2 separate regions of the Mus musculus genome follow, and region 2 is linked to region 1. Evidence: chromatin contacts called from public Hi-C data. All regions are on one chromosome and are shown on one strand. The core of a region is the stretch at or near the end of the contact, and the rest is flanking DNA. Distances in the headings are between cores, read along the strand shown.

Region 1 (5,460 bases), core at 1,011-3,510:
ATTTCTACCCGATTACTACTCAAGCTTCCCACTGGTAAATGCTTTGTCTACACTGTCTCCTCTATGAGCCCCTGGCCATGGTCATCAGACAGCTTTCTACACACAGATGTGACAAGGACAGGGAGCTTTCCTTGCTCTTATTCTTTATAAATGGGGCACTCCCTAACCATGCCAAGGCACCAAGCCTCGGCAGGCACTCAGGTGGCTCCCACAACCCTCTCCAGCTTTTCTTAAAGCTCCTTTCACATTCTTCAAAAATAATAAATTCTGTCTTCCACTGCACACCCAGTTGAGCACTTCTGGTCTAACAGAATTACCTTAGGTCATAAAGTCATAATGCTACACATGGGAGATTTAAAAGTAAATAAATAAAAGTTTACAGTGCTGATAGAATGAATGGATGAATGAATGAATTCTGCTAAGACAGCATATCCAAATTCATAGATTTATGACCTTAGGACCCCTTAAGTAGAAGTTGCCTACTACACAAGAGGCTAAGAGCTGGCTTTAAAGGGAGCACAGTGCATTTGCCTGTGTCAATACTAGACCTGCAGAAAGACTGCTTGAGCTCAGGCACTTTGAGGAACCTGATCAATACAGCAAAATACCATCTCCATTTAAAAAAAAAAACTATTTCTAGAATCGGTGTGATTCTTATCCAAACATATTTTCTACTGTGGTTATGTATCTATAAGCCAAGGTACAGTTACCAGATTTTACCAGATTAAATAAGTAATTGCCCTGTCCATGCTTACCATACCCAGAGCTGTAAGCTGACAGTTGTTTCAAGCACACATGCATGTGTTAGTCAGCCTCAGGACCAACACCTACCAAACATACAAGCCTCACACACCCAGAAAGCCCCGGGACTCATCCCTTTTAATACAAAGCTGGTTTTTACCTATTAAGCAAGCATACTCTGTAAGTTTTTTCTTACAATTTTATCAGTAGTGTTTCCAGAGATAAAAGAAAACGGTTCACAAGAAAGAAAAATTGACCCTGTGACATCTTGCATTATCCTCTAGGCACTCTTTCACGTGTGATGATGGGTCGGTCGGTCTGTCTCTAGCAATCTACATCAGACCTCATTCTCAGTAAGTTGTGCCGTATCACTTCAAGTACACTCTCATCAGTCTGCTAGGAAAATTATGAGGGCTAATAACTTTTAAATCTCGACAATTATTTACAGAAACATACTGACAATTTTTTTCCCACTAGGAACTTGGTTAAAGTTCCATTAGATGCTGCTATTATTTCCATTTAAAGATTTTCGTAACACTGGAAGTCAAATAGCTCTACTAGACTAGACCACTTTTACAGCAGTAGATAGTACAAGGAAGCTAACTCCAGCCTCGGAGCCTGAGCTCTCACTGGACTTGATCACCTTTTTGGTAAGCTTGAAAACTCACATACACATACACATACACATACACATGCCTGCTGCAGGTCAGTCTTAATGCTAACCTGAGCGGAAGAAAGACTGCAACTTAAGCAGACTCCCAAGTAGTTTGCCCTGCGGCCAGCCCATTACCTTTCCTCCTTATTTCCAACTATTCCCGCTCTCCAAAAGAAAGGAAGAAATCAAGGAGAGAAAGTAAGCATTGCAGCAGTTGGCCTACGGTGATTCTCTCCAACCCTTCGCGTCTCCAAAGTTCCCCAAATTCGAGGGGGCAGAAAGAGAGGGTCCTCCGTCAAGGGGAGGGGGAGGAGGGCAGCGATCAGATCCGCCCGCCCGTTTTCGAGCTCGCACACCAAAAATGGAAACTCCGTTTGTCTTTTTTTTTTTTTTTCCCAAAGAAAAACCATGGTTCCTATACCTCAGTGGACGTCGAGTGGAGTCTCTGGCCCGACCCCCACACGCCGGCCTAACACCCGCCGAGCCTCCGAATCGGACCGCGGCCGCTTGAGGCGTTTCGGAAGCCCCTCGGCCGGCTCTCACGCTCGGGGTGGGGGGACAGCTAGGACCCCGGCCGCCCTACCCGCCGCCACAGTCCGTCCCTCCGCCTGGGCCTCGCGTGTCCGCGCCCCAGAAGAGCCGTGCAGGACAGACAGACGCCGCTCACCTGAGAGCCCGGACGGACCCGGAACGCGGAGACGCGGCGGAGAGCGAGCGACCGTCAAGCCCCGCAGGAGCACGCCGTGAACCGCCGGCCGCAGGCTTTCCGCTCGCTCCCAGAGCGTGTTTTCAAATCGCCTCGTCCTCACGCGGACGCGTCTCCTTCCGCCGCCCGGAAGTGGGGGCCCTCCCTCGCCGCGCTCACGTGACCGCAGGTCGCAATCGCGCGCAGCCGGAGGGCGGGTCCAGATTTGCACGCCACGCCCCCTCTAAGAGGGGCTGCGCCGGAAGCTGGAGGAAAGAGAGGAGGGTCTAGGGTCCAGCAAGCCGAGTCAGGTCTTCCAGCATCCTTGGCTTGGAGGATGTTGGCTGGTTACAGCTTGAAAGGCGGTCTTCTCCCCCCAAGGACTTCAGTTCTTCAAACCTGGAGCTAGAGAAAAGTATAAACTGAGCTTAATTGAGGAAGGAAAAAGTTTCGGACAGCAAAGATAGCATTTCTGGGAAGGGTAACCTGGACTAAAGGCAAATAGACAAATGCTAAGAGGTTACAAACTATACCTTGTGGCAGAGTCCCGGAAACCTAGGACAGGGTTTTCCCCAATTCAACATTTTCAGCATATAATTAACTTCTACTAATCAAAGTAAGTGGATTTAGAGAAATTTGAGACATTAAAATGCCTACAAAGAAGATGTGAAGAAAGAAATCTTGAAAACAAAACCATCTAAAGATTGACTTAGCCACATATAAGGAAAAGCATACAGATAGAGTGTCAGCCTAGAGTCAAATTTGTCTTTGCAGCTTCCTACATATAAGAACTAGAAAAGCCTAATACCTTATATTGAGGTTCAATATACGAAGTAGGGATAAAACGATAATAACTAAATTCAGGAGACCCAAGCATCAGAATTAAGGTCACACCTCCTCTGTGTTAATGAATAAAGAATAAAGCCAAAAAGCCACCACACAGACAACCTCCCCTCCCCCACCGCACCTGCCTTGGGAGTTGATGACATTATATGTAAAACTATAAAATAAAAAAAAAATTATAAAGGCTTATGCCACCTAGATATGCCCCCTAAACTCCAAAATGCTACCAGCTTATTCAGAACTTCTCCCTTCAGCTTTGCAATGTATATCTATCTCAGTATCAACAAGGACTAAAAGATAACTCTGCACATCCATTCTGAAATATTTTCCTACAACCTCTTCACCTTAAATAGCATCCCATCCTGCCAGTTACTCAAGCCAAACCTTAAAAGCTGGCATCTTTCTGAGACCATGTGGCTTCTAACCCAGGAGAAAAACCAGCTGGCTCTGACTTCCACTATTAATCACCATCTCCCTGGCTACCTTCAAGGTCCACATCACCCCGATCAGAGGAAAGAGCCGGGAACACATTTCTCTCCATCTTAGACCCCATACAGTCTAACATTTGCAGAGCAGTTCTCGGAATATTTTTTTATATATGGCAAAGCATGTCACTATAAAACTCTTCGGTGGTTCCCCATGTCACTTACCCCCCCAAATCTAGAGTCCTTCTGATGGCCTCAAATCCTACCATATTGGAACAGTCCTTTGCAGTCCTCTGAGCACTGTTTTGCTATGTTCCCTTTTCTCTCTGTTCCTGTGACCTTCACTTCTTTGCTCTCCTTAAATACAAGAGACGTGTACCCCTTTATCTTTCTAGTTAGACCTTTTCTTTATATTCCTATCTGCCTGAAGTACACAACCCAGTAAATCCACTGGACAAATTTCCCTCACTTGAATTTGCTCAAACATCTTCTACCTTCAAGGTATGCCTATCCTGGTGGCCTGAATTAAAAATCATAACATATTGTCCTACATATAGACATTTCCTTCCTCTGCTCAACATTTTTCTTTCTTAGGGTGTACCACCTTCTAATGTACTGTATAATTTACATACCGCTTACTACCTGTCCCCCTCACTCACCACTAAAATATATGTTTCATGTTGCACCTCTGTTTGGTTCAGTCTATATCCTAAATACCTAAAATAGTGTATGGAGCATAGTAGGCCCACAATAAATATCAACAAAACACATGCTATTTGGTAATGTTCAGCCATAGTTCTTTTGTTTCCTATTTTGGTGTAGAACAGAGATTATAGACTCAGAGAAAAGCAGGCCTGGTGGCTTTGTGTGTGGCTAATATAAATATTAATGGTGTGGGAAAAAAAAAAAGCAGTCACTTTCGAACAATGGGCAATATTTACCCTGAAGGAATGCAGAGCAAAATTAAACCCCCAGAAATGTTTATAAGAAATCTAGTCTTTAAATATGGGTAGTGTTCTTTGGATTTGAAGTTGGTCCCCAGCTAACCACACCATTGAGAGGTGATTGACGCTAACTCCATGGATGATTTAATTAGCTTACCATTGATAAGTTCAGACTGAATAAGCAATAAGAAGTAGTTTTGGTTAGAAGGAAAGGCTGGTGGGGGTGAAGCGCTCCTGGCCCTTTTGAGTATGCCTCTCTCTCTCTCTCTCTCTCTCTCTCTCTCTCTCTCTCCTTCTCGGCCACTTCAAAGTGAGCCTGTCTTTTCTAGGTGCCACAGGGCCAAACCAGCAAAGCCGGTTGGCCATGAAGTGAACCCTATGAAACCATGAACCAGAGTGAATCTTTCCTCTTTTAAATTGTTTATCTCAGGTGGTTTTTGTCAGAGCCATAAAAAGTGACTGACACAATTGCCAAACAGATAACATTCCCCCTGAGTTTTAAAACTGTGTGTGCCAACAAAACAGTTATGAACAGGCTGCTAGTTTATTGTCTCTACTCTAAAACATGAAAACTGTGAGCATAAAGACTGGACTTCTCAACTTGTAAGTGACAAATTCTACAATTACAAGGAATATCTACTTAGAGATCTTTGTTACATAACAATACTAATTAGCAAGATTTCTTGACCTAGGCCAGAAAAGCACTGTTTACAGTAAACAGGCATTCTAGAATGTAAAGAGGAGTGTATTCCTAACACTCGCTAATTGGCCACACAAGTGTTCATTTCTTTGGCCCTTACAAAACCAATTGGCTAAAATAATAGAAATACATTGGCCTTCAGTTCTGGAGACTGGAGTCACTAGAAATCAAGACATCAACAATGTTGATTGCTCTTCAGACTAAGAGAGAGAATCTGCCCTATTCCACTCCTTGCTCCTGGAAGCCTTAGATATTCATTGCAGATCCTATTCTCTGTATTGTGCACATCGACTACCCTGTAGGTATGCCTCTGTGTGTATGTGTTCAAGCTTCCTACTTTCATAAATAATGCAAACTAAGGGGTCTTTGAAATGAGACAGCCTGAGGGTCTTGATCAGGTTTGTATTCAGGCAGGAAAAATCTGAAGCACAATACGTAGCACGGCAAACAGAAACAACGGTTTAGAA
Region 2 (5,879 bases), core at 1,100-3,599, 8.3 Mb after region 1:
TTCTCACAGGATCTACTTCCGTCAGTCCACGTTCTGAGCCAATCAGCACCGTGCCCTGCTCAGCTCGCAGACAGAAACACTGAGGTTTCCCTGGTGCCTGAATGTCCCGAAACTCCAGGGTCCGATGCAACTTCAGATTTCTCATGATGAAGCAATTTCTGAGGGAAAAAAAAAAAAACAAATTTTCCTCAATGAAACATTAAGTGCTAAAAGAGAAAGGACTACGGTAACAGAGATAAATGGCCACCCTCACATTGAGAAGGGTTCAGGAAGGAGAAAAGTGGTTAACGGAATAGGGAGTACTATTTAATGTGAACACACCAGCACATACACGGCTACACTCTCGCTTCCTAAAGCATCTAGCTTTACGTGGGGCTAATCTGCAGGTTAATTTACAACATGTTAAACCTGAAGACATCATCAAATGATAACTATAGCATATGCTATGACCAAATGTTGCCATGATCCAATTACCATGACCGACATCCCTCTCCATGAACCTGTACGCTGGCACTACCAGGGCCAGCCTCATCACTGCCACTCCAGAGGTAGGAGCATTAATCAGGCACGCTGTATCCCCAGACACAGAAATCCAGCCCCAGGCTTCATCCTGAGTTTCTGAGCCTCATTCTCAGTCTAATCCCAGTGTTACAGGGCCTTTCTATGAGGTGTTGGGTCCTGATGATGCCAAAATCTGCCCTAGTGTTGCTCCCTACCCATGGGAACTGCTTCCTTCCACTTGCCTTCCAAATTACTTGTTTTTCATTTTTTCTTTTTCTTCCTCCTATAGCAGTTTAAGTAATTCTTCATAATAATCCTGCTGAAATACTGTCTGGCCTCTACTGGACCCTGACTGATAAAACACAGCAAGGCAATCTGAGTTTTTAAAAGAATTACCGAGTTCAGGTCTGGAAAGACTGCTCAGAGGTTAATGAACACTGGCTGCTCTTCCAGAGGACCTGAGTTCAGTTCCCAACACCTACACAGCAGATAACAACTATCTATAACTCCAATTCCAGGGAACCCCATGCCTTCTTCTGGCCTCCATGGTCACTTGGTAAAAAGGCAAACTCATTAATCTCTCTAATGCCCCAATTCTTTTAGCATGAAAACCGACTTCTCTAAATTGTCATTCTGACACTGCTCACTCATTTAACTTTTTGGAGTTACACAGTCCTGTAGTTTTCTCAATGCTTTCAAAGTTAGGAAACATCTTCCAAATGTTTCTAGGATCATAATCTGCTAACAGCCTTCCTTTGGCACCTCCAACTGCACCTCCCTTGACTCCACCCACACATGTTCTAAGAGGTGCTTTCATACAACTTTGATCATGTCCCAAAATTCTGACCATTGATCCACTTTCTCCCCTACCTTCAGGCTTGGTAGCTCACTAAAGGGAAGATTAGATAAACCTATATACCTTGTAAATGAACAAGACCAAACTAAACATTAAACTCACATTAAAATCAATCCTGATATTATCATAAGCTGACCCTTACAAGCATATGAAATGCAACCTGAAAAACAGAGAACCTGCTGATCTCTTATCAAATAATAGCTCATCCTGGCTTGGGACTTATTGTCATCTCTGTTTCCACAAACTAAAATTTGTCTTTGTCTCTTTTTCTTTCACTTACACATCGAGATATTTGCTGGTTATATATCATGGTTCTCAATACGCAAACGAATCCTTTACACAATACCTAAGATCCGTTATGTGACTTACAACAAAACCTTGCCAAATGTTAGGCCCTAAAGACAAAAGACTATAAAATCACAGCCATCACAGAAATCCCGGCTTAGGTACACCAGGTAGGGAAGCACGAGATACACTACTTCATAGAAAAGTCCCAAATGCGAGCGAGAAGGGACCCGCAGCACAGCACAGAGGCCTCTATTTACCTATCACCTTCCACGACAAGCTGGTAGAGGTTTTATCTACACGCTACAAGGAAACCCGCAATTGGGGTACCGGACCCTCATCCCTCGCAGCGCCCCAAGACGGCCCCGGGGAAAACGTGTACAGAAAGCATCCGAAACTCGAAGAAAGAAGAGGTCCACGCCCGGCCCGCCGGCGCGCGCAGGCAGAAGCGCGTGCATCTCCCCTGCACCAGAACAGCCCTGGACAGCAAGACCAGGCCGCACACAGCGGCTCGGACTGGGACGGGCGAATGCTCACCTACGACGCCCTCGAGGCGGCTCCGAGCCCTCACGGCGCACTGGGTTTGGAAAGGAACCGCCGATGCACACGGGAGACGAGAAACACGATCCACTGAAGGGCGAAACACGCCAGGTAGCACCAGAAAGGCGGCGCGGACGTGGCGTCACCCGCGAGGCGCGCTGAGTGACGTCACCGGGTGGGTGTGGCCAGACGCGCCTCCTCAGGAGCTCGAGGGTGCTCAGAGGGTCCAGGGGATCGGGGAGCCCTCACCCGGCAGAGGCAGGACCTTGCTGTCTGCTGTCCCTCAGCTCTTTGACACCCGGTTGTTTTTGCCCCACAGTTGGGCTTTGGCCCAGGATCACAGGTGACTGGGGTCGGGGAGGGAGTTTGGCCGCCAGCCGGGGAGTCGCGCGCGTGCGCACGACACCAACCGGCTCCCACGCGCCGGAACTACGCTCCTGGACTAGAGGGATGGAAGAGCTCCGCTGCCCCGAAGCCAAGCTGGCGCCACCAGAGGTAGTCATAGCTACCGAAGCCCCGCCACCCTCCCTTGTGGATCGATACTTCACTCGCTGGTATAAAGCGGGTAAGTGCGGGATGGTGGTGAGCTCCGCTTTACCGCACGGGTGCAGGCACTTCTGCCACGCGATGCAAGCCACCCGTGCTCTTCCCTGAGCATCCTAGTCCCAGGAATACAGATTTGCGCTGATGAAGAGCTAAAATAGGCGCTTTCCTTCGTGGGAACCGCAGCGCCATGTGTGGGTTGTTTGCAGGAAAGGACGTGAACTAAACTAAGGAACTCCGCGTTGGTCTATCTGGGCTTTCCCCACACTACTAAGGGTTGGTGTGCTTGGAGGGATCAATCCTACGCCGAACCGGGAAGAAACCTTAGGCATGGAGAGAAAAATTAAGAAATGTTAAGGAAGCAGTATCTAGTGTTAAGAAGAAACTGTGCATATTGTCCACTGGACGTTTGAAATAGGCTTCTCTGGTGTTCGTTCTGCCAAGAAAATACCGATACCACCTTTGGGGATCCTCCTCTAGCCTCTATTTTAGCCTTTTTAAATTCAGGGAAACCGGTAGACCCACATATAATATTTAGGATAAGCATCCTAAATTCTCTTTAGGACTGAATTTAAAAAAAAACGTGTGATTTTTGCATACCATCAAGACAGCCTCACAAAACACCACCATAATGTCAGCAATGTGGCGCTTATAATAGTGTTTCTCTAGGTGTACTCATTTTAAAGTGACAAGATGGAGGAGCTAAGAATGTTACCTGCCTTAACACTGAGTAAAGGATTCTATGTAAATTAGGCCACTTAAAATACTTCATAGCCTTTATTTACTTTGCCCACTGTGCTCAGCTTCGCAATGAACAATCTTCATGAACCAAAGGAGGTAATCACGTGGTAAATGCCAGTTCAACAACCTGCGACTCATTTATTCCTCTAGATGTTAAAGGAAAACCCTGTGAGGACCACTGTATACTCCAGCACTCCAACCGGTAAGCAAACCGGGAATCTTAAACTATCAACACTTTCCTTCTGGTAGCTAGCCTGGTGCGGTCTTGGGTCGGGTATGAGCATTCATGAAACTGTCTTCTGTGGTGTTGAAACGGTGTTATAGGAGTGTGTTGGCAAGTCTTGTTCAGTCATATACTGTTTGGCCAACCTGCACCAACCACTGTACTGCTGGACCTAAGGAATGGTTCCTTGTGGAGGCATATGTCATGCTCTGTGTACACAGTCTTGCCTTGCTTCTCTGCTATCCCCGCTTACTAAAGTCTTGTGGTACTTTTCCCTTCCCGGGAAGGAGATTCAACTCTCCTTTCTCCTCTTGTTATTAAGCTCCCCGTGCTACACTTAGGCTCCAGTCTCAGCAAAGAGAAGGAGATAATCGGACTAGATGGAGGTCAGTGTGGATAGTCATCTCTCAGCAGGAGGATGTGTGTTACAGGAGGAGGGTTCTGACCATGCCTTAACACAGGACTGACTGTTTCTCTCCTTGTAGAATCTGTGTCATCACACTGGCAGGATCCCATCCAGTTCTTCAAAGTGGCAAAGCCATTCAAAGGATTTCCTATCAGATCAGTAACAATTGCAGCAGACTTGAGAACAAAGTATCTGGGAAATTTAAGCGGGTATGTTTCTGTAATTCTGTGATTTTTCTTTTCTCCTGTGATTTTTCTATTCTCCTGCTATGATGGATCCAGTCAGCCGTAAGACTTTTTCTAGCAGTTCAACAAAGTTTTCAGTAAAAACACTCACCCCTGCCCCCCAAAGTATATCAAGAAGCATAGTGAGTACCAGAAAGTTCTGGGATCCCGTTCTTCTTATCCTCAAAGGGTTGAGATGGAAGATGGGCCATGGCCTTTGCCTGTAATCCTACCTCTTGGGTGGCTGAGATAACACAATTGCAAGTATTAGACTTTATATGGCTATATAGTGAGTACCAGGCTGGGTAAGTCTATATAACAAAACCCACAAAAAATAAAAAAAGATTCTTGCCTTCAGCTGACCATGTTCACTATAGGAAAGAGTTTTAAAAAGAAGGCAATGTATGAAACACACACTTGCCTGCTAAGAGATATTTGACAAAGTACCCTTGATTTACCCATCTCCCAGAGGATCTAAAACAATGACCATACACGCTGTCAAGGAAATGTGTTACAATGTGGTTTTACTAATAGTGAAGGGGAATGCATTTTGGATAATTTTGTGGGGTTTATGTAAACATTTTTAATTTTTATTTATGTGTATATGTCTATGGCATGTGTATGCGGGAGCCAGCAGAGGTAAGGGCAACTTGTCAAATCTCCTAGAACTAGTTACAGGTAGTTTGAGCTACCATGTGGGTACTGAGAACTGAACCTGGGTTCTTTCTAAGAGCAGGAAACAGTTTTACCTTCTGAACTAGCTCTCCAGCCCACTAGTTTGTTTTTCAGTTAGAAAAATATCTCTTCTTCAAAAAGTCTTAGCAGTTGACCATGTAAAGTTCCTTTACCTATTAATTTCTAATATAAAAGATAGTGATGGTTTCAATATTTTTAATTTGTTGTTGTCGTTTCTGAGACAGGGTTTCACTGTAGCCCTGGCTAGCCTGGACTTCTATGTGGAGACCAGGCTAGCTTCAAACTCAGAGACTCACCTGACTTTGTCTTCTGATCACAGAGATGAAAGCAAAAGCACCATGCTCAGCAAAAGACAGGGGTCGTAATGAAGCTAAGCTTGTAGGCTGTTGCTGACCGTGTCGGAGTGAGTTTTATAATGTTGCTCACAGTGAATTACCCTAGAGATTGAAATCTTTATACCTGCCCATATGTACATTTCTCATTTGTGATTAAAATAAACACATATTAGTCTGTAACTAAACTACCCATTATTCTAAGATGGTCCCTAACACATAGTACGTTATCAAAATCATTCTGCTGTAAAACACAGATTCCACAACTAGGTCCTGTATTAACGGTGAGGGCTTCCTATTAGAGGAAAATGAAAATAAACAATTTTTTTTTAATTCTTTTCTTCTCACTACGCAGGGGGCACAGTTTCTAACAGAGCTTGCACCTCTGTGTAAGATATACTGCTCTGATGGAGAGGAATATACCATATCTAGGTAAGCATGCTGTGGCCATCCTGTGGACGCTTAGTGCTTTACCTCAAATGCCTGTGTCCACTGAAGGAAACATTACTGCCAAAAGGGTTGTTTGTAAAAA

Evidence for each region. Hi-C and Micro-C count contacts between places; a contact is called where the count stands out from the background.
Region 2: a Hi-C map of B cells shows a contact between it and region 1, with 7 read pairs. The contact joins the promoter of Abitram here to the promoter of Tex10 in region 1. A contact is called at or near these places in 2 of 484 Hi-C or Micro-C datasets (B cells and embryonic stem cells).

The regions. Positions count from the first base shown.
Region 1 is chr4:48,471,203-48,476,662 of GRCm38.p6, forward strand. Tex10 (testis expressed gene 10) reads right to left here and starts at 2,261. Exons shown (of 15, transcript NM_001355740.1): 1 at 2,064-2,261.
Region 2 is chr4:56,799,980-56,805,858 of GRCm38.p6, forward strand. Abitram (actin binding transcription modulator) reads left to right here and starts at 2,350. Exons shown (of 6, transcript NM_001081420.1): 1 at 2,350-2,747; 2 at 3,617-3,668; 3 at 4,175-4,304; 4 at 5,703-5,779. The coding sequence starts at 2,633. It overlaps Elp1 (elongator complex protein 1), which reads right to left and starts at 2,352. Exons shown (of 37, transcript NM_026079.3): 1 at 2,180-2,352; 2 at 1-158. The coding sequence starts at 145.